Regions from separate parts of the Mus musculus genome. Here region 1 is linked to region 2. Evidence: chromatin contacts called from public Hi-C data. All regions are on one chromosome and are shown on one strand. The core of a region is the stretch at or near the end of the contact, and the rest is flanking DNA. Distances in the headings are between cores, read along the strand shown. Region 1 overlaps Cntn1 (contactin 1). Region 2 overlaps Cntn1 (contactin 1).

Region 1 (4,414 bases), core at 1,350-3,849, 74 kb after region 2:
ACCAGTAGCCTTAAACAAGAGCTGAAATTCATTCAGAAAGTTCCAGCTGCATTAATTCAATAAAACACCCTTCTCTAAGTATAAATATCATCTTAGAAAACTCTGTAGGCATCTCAGTGATCGACTCCAGCTGAAGCTTGCTAATCTATAGTTTATCAAGTTATAAATGTTTCTGTTATTGTCTTCCGTGTAGGTGGCTAGAAAAAAAAATGACTCTATTACAAAAATGAGGTCCTTTGTAGGTCTCATCAGGGTTAAAATAAAATTCCTGGCTCCAGGGAGTCCTGGCAGCACAGCTCAGCCAAGGTCCTGGAAAGGGTGTCCGAGGAACCAGCAATCCTAAAGGGAGGAGGGAGTTTCATTCTCAGGGAGATCACTTAGGGCAGAGTGAGAAAGAAGATTCTAAGCCTGTCTACAAAGTGCTTGTAGTATCCCAGACTCAGTGTTGTGTAGAAAGCAAAGGGAAGGATTGGAGTGTCCTCAGAAGCCATCCTAGTCAGCCGTTCCTGGCTGTGGTTTGTCTGATCCTTACTCCAGTTCAGCCATTACTGTCTCCATGCAGGATTCTGTTGGTGCCGAGGTCTCTACTCTGAAATTGTTGGTTTCAGTCGTTGGTCATAAGATTTCTTCATCAGATCTGCTCCTAGAAATCAGAGCCTGTGGGGAAAGAAACAGAAATAAGGAAAAGATAGAGTAAGATACAAAATGGAGTTATTTAAGTCAGAGATAGGACCTACTTCAAGGTGACTTATTACCATCATTAAAAATGCCTCTCATTCGCTGATAATCATTTTACTCTGAGGATATTGAAGATGGCACATAGAAATTCCTTATCACTGTATACTGTGTAGTTCACTCTTGCCATATATTATTACTGGAGTTTTCCCTCTTGTCTTCCATTCTTAATGTCTAGTTAAAATCTTTATTGTTTCATTTCCTCCTTACATGCAAGTGCAAAGAATTATAAAATGTATATGGGAAAGAGCTCTATCTTCTACATCTTTAGAATCTCTCCAGACGGTTTAGCATAAGACCCTGGCATGAATATTAATCGCTACATAATTATTGCGTCTGTGATGACTTTGAGCTTGATTTTTTCCAGATGGAGATAATCTGTGTTTTCAGCATGACTTTCTGCTATTGCACTAATGCTATTCTGAGCTGAAGCTTGGCATGAAACATAAATGAAACTCTAATCCACCTATTTGCATTTTGATTACTAAATCACCTATCACTGAATAACACTTAAATTACTGAGAAATTTTTCCTGAACTCCTGAAGTAATTGCTCTCTTCTTTCTCAAAATGGTGAGATAAAACATATTTGCATGAGACATTGTATCCTAGTGAAAAAAACTGAAGTCATTTAACTCTAAATCTCCTGTAATACTTGTGAAAGGAGAAACGGTCCGTTTGAGGATCCTTGCGCGGCAGAAAGACAGCATCCTCGGGAAGATTAGTCTGTGCAGACTTCCTGAAGACACGAATATATGCACACGTATGGAAAACATAAGAAGAAAGAAAACAAAAGTAACTGTGGTGGTTTAAATGAAGTTGTCCCTAATAGGTTCATATATTTTAATAGTTGATACTGTTAAGACATAGATTGTTGACTCATGTAAATGTAAGTCTTGCTGACGGTCACACCTGAGTGCTGCTCGGGACTGATGATCCTGGTGTTTTGGGCTCACTACACCACCCAGTACCAGGGAAGACTGCACTGCCCTCTACACTCAGCCTCTGCTCTCAGCTGAACTGCTCTCTCTTCTCCTGGAGCAGAGGGAAACACTACTATAGTCTTACAAAATTAATAGATCTTTAGTGTCAAAGTGTTCCTTAATTCACATTGTCTTGATTCATTGTGAAGCTTACCTCCTGTATTTTTCCCCATTATATATCACTGAGGATCCTGTCTATGTATTTTTTTTTATCAATGTTTGGTATCAGAGCTGTACATGAAAATGTGACCTAAAGAATATTCTAGAATACCAAAGAAACTTAAGGTTAACTCTAAAGCCAGCATCCAAGACTCTAGGTGACGGATAATATGTCAAATAGATTATATAATTTTACCATTGACTTCATACAAACAGGATGAAATACAACCTTTATGTTTTACCATAGAGAATGGAAGTTCCGAAGACGGAGGAGAAGGAACGGCCGTGATGCTCTTTAGGAGGAGCAGGTACAACAGCAGAGTAGAAAGTAGCTGTTGTTGCTGCTGCAGCTGCCACCAGCATCAATTTACAGAACAGAGAAAGGGTGTCCCTGTTCCCAACGTCCCTTCTTTGAGAACCGGATGACTCTCCCTACCCTAGTGTTCCCTGTTAGGTGCTATCTCGGCTACAGGAAACCACAATCCCACTAAACCAAGCGAGCATTATTACCACTTCCTGACTACTGTCATTTCATCGTACCAGGAAAGTCCCCAGAAGACCTGGTCTCCAGGTAACAGCGGCCAACCGCATGTGCTACCAACAGGGACAGGAAGTAGAGTCTCTCCCTGAGAATAACCCACAACATAGGAAAGAAGATGGGTCGTCCTTGCCTTCTTCTCTTTTTCTGTCTCACTGCTGCACATCGTCAGGGCCCAGCAGCACTGCAGGTCTCCAGGACGCTGTTACTCAGCAACTTGCAGAGAAGAATATCATTCCAGAGCCTCCTCCTAAAAGCCCTCTAAACCTCAGGGGACGCTTTTGTCTTGACCCCCCCCCCCCATACTTCCACTCAACAAAGCAAATGGAGTCCTGTAACTTTCTCACATTTCTCAGGGACAATTTTTTCTCTTTCAGAAGCCCCTCTTAAAAATCCTCACAGGATGAAGATTCTAGAAGTCAGCCCCTGCCTGTCTCCTAACAGTGACTAACTCACACAGCTGGGAGGCCCTTTTTGGAGCACTGATGATCAGGCTCTCTATTCCTAGGAGGGGAGATCTCGCTGCAAAAGTGAGTTTCCACACCAGGGCTAAGAGAGTAATGTGAATTTTCATCGAATGGTTTATTTTGTTAGAGTGATTTTGCTTCTTTTCAGAGTTAGAGGTAGTAATTTTGCATCGAGCTAGTGCTTTGAGACAGACTTACACCCATTCACATAGTAAATATGTATTTAGTTTAGCCATTAGTTATTTTTAAAATTTAACAACAACACAAAATTTGCTTTTAAGACGGCGATGGCCACAGTGATCTTAGATTTTCCTTAGCCTAAGTTTTTGTATTATTTCCAGATCTTTTTTTTTTTTTAACTTTGATCCCTTACTATGTGTAAAGGAGACCACTCAGCTGAATTCAGTGTTTCCCATGTGGATATCTCTTTGAAATAAAACATTTATGGATACAAAGCAGTAGGAAATCACAGCATTAAAGAAGACAGCAAAAGAAAACTGTTTCAAGAAAACACACTACAATAATTGCCTGTGACAGACATAAGGACAGGCATATACGCTATAGACAAGAAACAGGATTTACATAGTTTCAAACTCTTTACTTCTGCATGCCTTGTTATCCTGATTTAAATCATTTATCTTACATTTTTCTTTATATATATATATATATATATATATATATATATATAATTTTTAACCTGCTCTAATCTGGACAAAGTAGAATAGTATTTAGAAAATGGTATCATTTTTGTTTTTAGAAATAAATACTTGTTTAGTGTATTTACTTGTATTAGGAATGCAAATTTTGTTCTCCCCAAAACTACTTGCATGAGTGTCTGCAAGTAGCTTCTAGGAACCTACCCCCAGTTGGTTCTGATTGGTAAATGAAAATATCAACAGCCAATAGCTGGGGAGGAAAGACGGAGGTGGGATTTTAGGATTTCCTGAGCTTGGGACCAGGAGCAGGAGAAGGAGCAGGAGGGAGAAGGATGCGATCACTGTTCCAGGAGAGTGTGAGGGGAAGAAATCTGCTGTGCAGGAGAGTGTGGAGGAGAGGAGAGACTCCATGTCTGAGAGTGCAGGACAGAGAGACCAAGTGGGAGAGCCCGGCCCAGAGGGCTGTCCATCTGGCTCCAGAACAGCCAAGGTAGAACACAGAATTTAGTAAGTAACAACTCAGGATTAACCACACGGCCGTTAGGCAGTGGCCCAGCTATTCTGCTGTTTTTCTTTAGGACACATAAACCATTGAGGCAGGTAGCAAACCTGCCACCGAGACTTTTTAATTTTAAATTAATTATTTCAAGACTTTGCCACCTAGCATGTGAGGCAATCAGATATGTGCAGCTACTGTGGAAAAAAGCAATGAGACACATTGGAACTTCAAGAATTACATTTTGAAATCCCTAAGGTAGAAGATAATGTAGTATTTGCTGTCTCTAAGTGATGCGTCCCGCCTTGTCCTTCTCCATGGGATGGAAGTCAAGTGTGCTGTTCCCTACTGCTTCCCACCTGTGGCTGCCTCTTCCTGAAG
Region 2 (4,413 bases), core at 116-2,615:
CTAAGCATACCGCCTGTGTTATGACATAGTCAGATCCTCACAAGGCTTTTGACAGTTACATTAAAAAGCTTTAACATTACATTACATGAAGAACTGCAGGTAACTAAGGAATGCTGAGAGTGAGAGTCAGCCCTGAAACCGTGCGTGCGTGTGTGTGTGTGTGTGTGTGTGTGTGTGTGTGTGTGTGTGAGAGAGAGAGAGAGAGAGAGAGAGAGAGAGAGAGAGAGACATTATACAGGTTAGCAGGTTATATTTAGGAATATACATTTATATACTGTATGAATGTATCCATAATCAATGGAAAAAGAGGCCACAAATTTGAAAGAAAGTAAAGAGGGGTATGAGGAGGGTTTGGAAGGAGGAAAGGGAGAAATTATGTAATGATATTATTATCTCAAAAATGAAATGTAAAGTGTGATTATCCGTGTTTATAGATGAAGTCAGAGGAAGAAGTAAGCTTCCAAAATTCAAATGTTAGTGCAGAAGTTACACATTAAAGGGTTAATATCACTCAGATCCAGTGTGCATATGGCTTACCTCAGAGAGGCTCCCAACACCTGTCAGGTTAAGGACACTTCAAAGTTCTGAGCAGTGCAGTATCCATTTCATGAATAAATTTTATCTACTTTCTGTAGTTTGAAAAGTGCAACATTTTGTTTCTTATCTTTTAAATTTGATTCACTGAAATAAAATGTGGGGGATATTTCTAGGTAGAGACACTCAACGCTCAACTTTTTAGTTTTCCTTATGATGAAATTCTATACAATCTTCAAGATTTGTAGGAGTCATGTCAAAAATCCAATTTTGGGGGGAAGTGGGAACAAAAATAATGAAAAAGAAATTCATCTTTTAAATGATGGCACTTAGAGCAGTAGTCTACCCTGTCTGAAAAGTAAGTGTGTTGGGATATAAGAATTATATTCTATACACTTTGCAAATGTATCATCCCTATGATCTCCATTCAGTGGTTAACAATAACCACGTATTAGACATCATATGAGAATTATGATTTTAAATGTGTTACACGGGGCATCTCAGCACCTTAAAAATCCAGTGAAGTGGGCTTTAAACATGGGTCACACTACTGTGTAAGTCAGGAAATGAGAGGTGTTAAAGAGCAAATACCAATATGATAATCTACATCCAGATTCTGCAGCTTTGTTGTGTATGTTTGAAGCTCGGGACCAACCATGTGTGTCTTAGTGCACACGTGGTCATGCCACAGCATGCATGTGGAAGTTGAGGACGACCTCAAGCGTCTTCCCCTTTTACCCTGTTTGAAACAAGGTCTCTTTATTGCTTAGTGCTCACCAGTATGTACAATGCTCCAGATTTTAATCCTCCCATTTATTCTGTGCCCAAGCCCTTCAAGAATAGCTTTAGTATTCTGTGAGTTGCGGTTCGCACAATCCATGTCTATGCTCACAAATACACTGTGCTAACTCAAGGAGTTAAATCATTCTAAATTTGCAAATGTTTTATTCATAGACAGCTAATAAACAAAAAAGGTCTTCCACTATGGTGATTTAAATGACGATGCTTCCCCAAACACGAATTAGATCTTTACAATGTACCATTTAAATATTTATTATTATAATTTTGACTCAAACATCAGAAGTTTATGGCTTTCTGACCTAATTTTCCTTCCTCCTACCACAAAACATTAGCAGTAATTCTATCCTAAGGCTTGTAATCTGACCACATTTAATTGTCATGGCAACTGAAAATGCAGATCTGTATCTGCAGCTGTCGGGGTGTCTGCTAAGATGTTATAAACAGTGTACTATTTCAGTCTGAACATTGAGTTGTTTAATATAACAGACTTTTATATCAGAATATGCCAGTGTACAATATTTTTATAAATCAGGTGCAATACATTTTAATCAAAAAATATTTTTTAAATGACTAATGGGTAGATTCACTTTTGGCTTTTACATGTCATTCTTGGATTATTATAACTCTGATTACTAGAAAGCTATCTGGTTTCTCATAGTGAATTTAGATATTTGGGCTTATGTGTAGTTTGACTGGTGATGAACATGATACCTGCTTTTAGTTAAACACGTTTAATTTTCTTTTATTGAAAATAGATTTTTTTCCTTCATACAATATACCCTGATTCTGGTTTCCCTTTCCTCTACTTCTCCTTGTTCATGCCCACCACCCTTCCCACCTAGATAACTCCTGTTATGCCTCATGTTAGAAAGCAAGCACACATGTGTGTTATAATTATTTATACTACAATTATATATAATAAAATAAAATTTTAAAATAAAACTTTTAGAAAGACCAGATACAACATTATGAGACAATGAAGCTCTGAAGATGTCTTTGAGTTCTTTTCCATTGGCCGCCTACTGTTGGGCAGGCACCCTACCCTGAAGATTTGTTTCCACAGTGAGACTTGCTTGAAGGAAACTAAAGTTGCATTTGCAAGTGACTATCAGTTGGAGATAGCTTCTGGGTTAGAGATGGGGGTTTGGTGTGTCCACTTCTCCTTTCAGCGTTAGGACTCCATGTGATGCAAACCTTTGCTGACCCTGTGCATGCTACCTCAGTCTCTGTGTATGTGTGTTGGTCATATATGTGTCGTATATGTTTCAGTCTTGCAGTGTTTAGAAGTTAGGTGTCCTCTATCCCATCTGACTCTTATAATCTTTTGCCCACTCTTCCATAGAGTTCCCTAAGCCCTGAGGGGTGGGGGGAGTGTTTTACGGAGACATAAATCCTTTTAAGGACTGAGTGTTCCAAAGTCTCTCACTCTCCACATATTTTCTTGTAGATCTCTGTATTTGTTCCCATCTGGTGCAGGACAAGGTTCTCTGATAATGACTGAGCAAGGCACTGATCTATGAGTACAAAGGAATATGCCATCAGGAGTCATTTTATTTTATTGCTACATTCCTTCTGTAGGTCAGTAATATTTGGTTTGCTCCCAGGTCCCTGGACTACCTAATCTCAGGTTCTTGGTTACCCAAGTGGGACTGAGTAAGGTCTCCATCTCATGGAGTATGCCTTAAATCAAAACATATTTGTTGGTTACTCCCTCAACCTTTGTGCCACCATTATGGTTACATATCTTGCAGGCAGGACACCATTGTAAATCAAAGGTTTATACGTGGGTTGATATTTAAGTTTCTCTGATAGCATGTAGAGTATCTTCCTGTACCAAGGATGCTAAAATGTAGGGGTGTAGAAGCTTCCAGTTCAAATTCTCCATGTTCAATGAGTCATGTAGGTGTTGTCTTTAGAAATGGGGCCTGGTAATCAGACTGTGGAAAGTAATCTATAACCTTTGCAAGAGCCTGGGTTGTTTGGGGGATTCCCATGGGGCCAATTTGGCCAGCAATTATGGATTATATATAGTCCATTCCCTAAACTGAAGCTTCAATTGTTGAGGAGAGTTGTCCAGTTGGAACTCTATCTCCCCATATGTTTGGCAACTTTATTGTCTAGATGACATGTCTTGGTTAGAATGTAGTGTTGAAGTCACCCTCTATTCACTGTGTGAAGGTCAAAATGTGATTTAAGCTGTAGTAGTATTTCTTTTGTGAACTTCAGTGCTCTTGTGTCTGGTGAATAAATGTTAAGAATCTCTGTGTCTTCTTGGTGAATCTTTCCTTTGATGAGTACGCAGTGTTGTTCCCCGTCTCTTCTTAGTTTTTTTTTTTTCCTTGAAGTCTTTTGTCAGATGTGAAAGTTGCTACACAAGCTTGATTATTAGTTTCATTTGTTTGGAATATATTTTTCCATCCATTCCCTGAGGTAATGTCTATTCTTGATGCTAGGGTGCTTTTCTTGGATACAGCAGTAGGATGAGTCCTGGTTTTGCATTCATTCTGTTAGTCTGTGTCTTTTTATTGGAGAAATGAGACAGTTGATGCTGAGAGTAATCAGTGAGTAATGTTTGTTGACTCCTGTTAGTTAATTCTTGTGGTATGATTTTTATTTTTGCCTCTCCTGATCTGTTGGTCTGAGATTGCTTCTCCCTTGTTCTTTTCTTGGGTAAAGTTAATCTCTTCAGTTAGAAGTTTTTCTTTCTAGTGCCTTCTGTAATGTAGGATTTATAGGTAGATGCTGCCTAAAATTATTAAATTCTTTTTGTCTCCATCCATTGTGATTGGATGATTTGTTGGGTATAGTGATCTGTGCTGACAACTGTGGTATCTTTGAATTTGTAGAACATCTTTCCAGGCCATTCTGGGTTTTAAATCTCCATTGAAAATTCAGGTGCTCCTCTAATGCATCAGCCTTTAGATGTTACTTGATGTTTCCCCCTTGAGCTTTTAATATTATTTCTTTGTTCTGTACACTTAGTAACTTAGTATTTTTATTATTATGTGTTGAGGGGAATTTTTTCCTTTGGTCTAACCTATTTAACGTTCTGTTCTGTTTTCGTTTGTTTATGTTGTT

The links. A called contact is a pair of places that touch in the nucleus more often than the background predicts.
Region 1: a contact with region 2 is called in a Hi-C map of the MNK3 cell line, with 2.9 times the contacts expected there. The contact joins two enhancer-like sites. A contact is called at or near these places in 3 of 39 promoter capture datasets (the HPC-7 cell line, hippocampal neurons and macrophages), 5 of 484 Hi-C or Micro-C datasets (the MNK3 cell line, cortical neurons, female germline stem cell-derived STRA8 germ cells and 2 more) and 2 of 9 other capture datasets (adipose tissue and liver).

What each region holds. Positions count from the first base shown.
Region 1 is chr15:92,132,047-92,136,460 of GRCm38.p6, forward strand. All of the region lies in intron 1 of Cntn1 (contactin 1), which reads left to right. Among named protein-coding and RNA genes, the nearest start is that of Gm36901, 67 kb to the right of the region's middle. Within about 2 kb of position 2,600, at least 28 of the 459 cell types and tissues checked have an H3K27ac peak or open chromatin away from gene starts, as enhancers often do. A contact at or near this core is called in the MNK3 cell line, where this site is marked.
Region 2 is chr15:92,059,461-92,063,873 of GRCm38.p6, forward strand. All of the region lies in intron 1 of Cntn1 (contactin 1), which reads left to right. Among named protein-coding and RNA genes, the nearest start is that of Cntn1, 11 kb to the left of the region's middle. Within about 2 kb of position 1,366, at least 8 of the 459 cell types and tissues checked have an H3K27ac peak or open chromatin away from gene starts, as enhancers often do. A contact at or near this core is called in the MNK3 cell line, where this site is marked.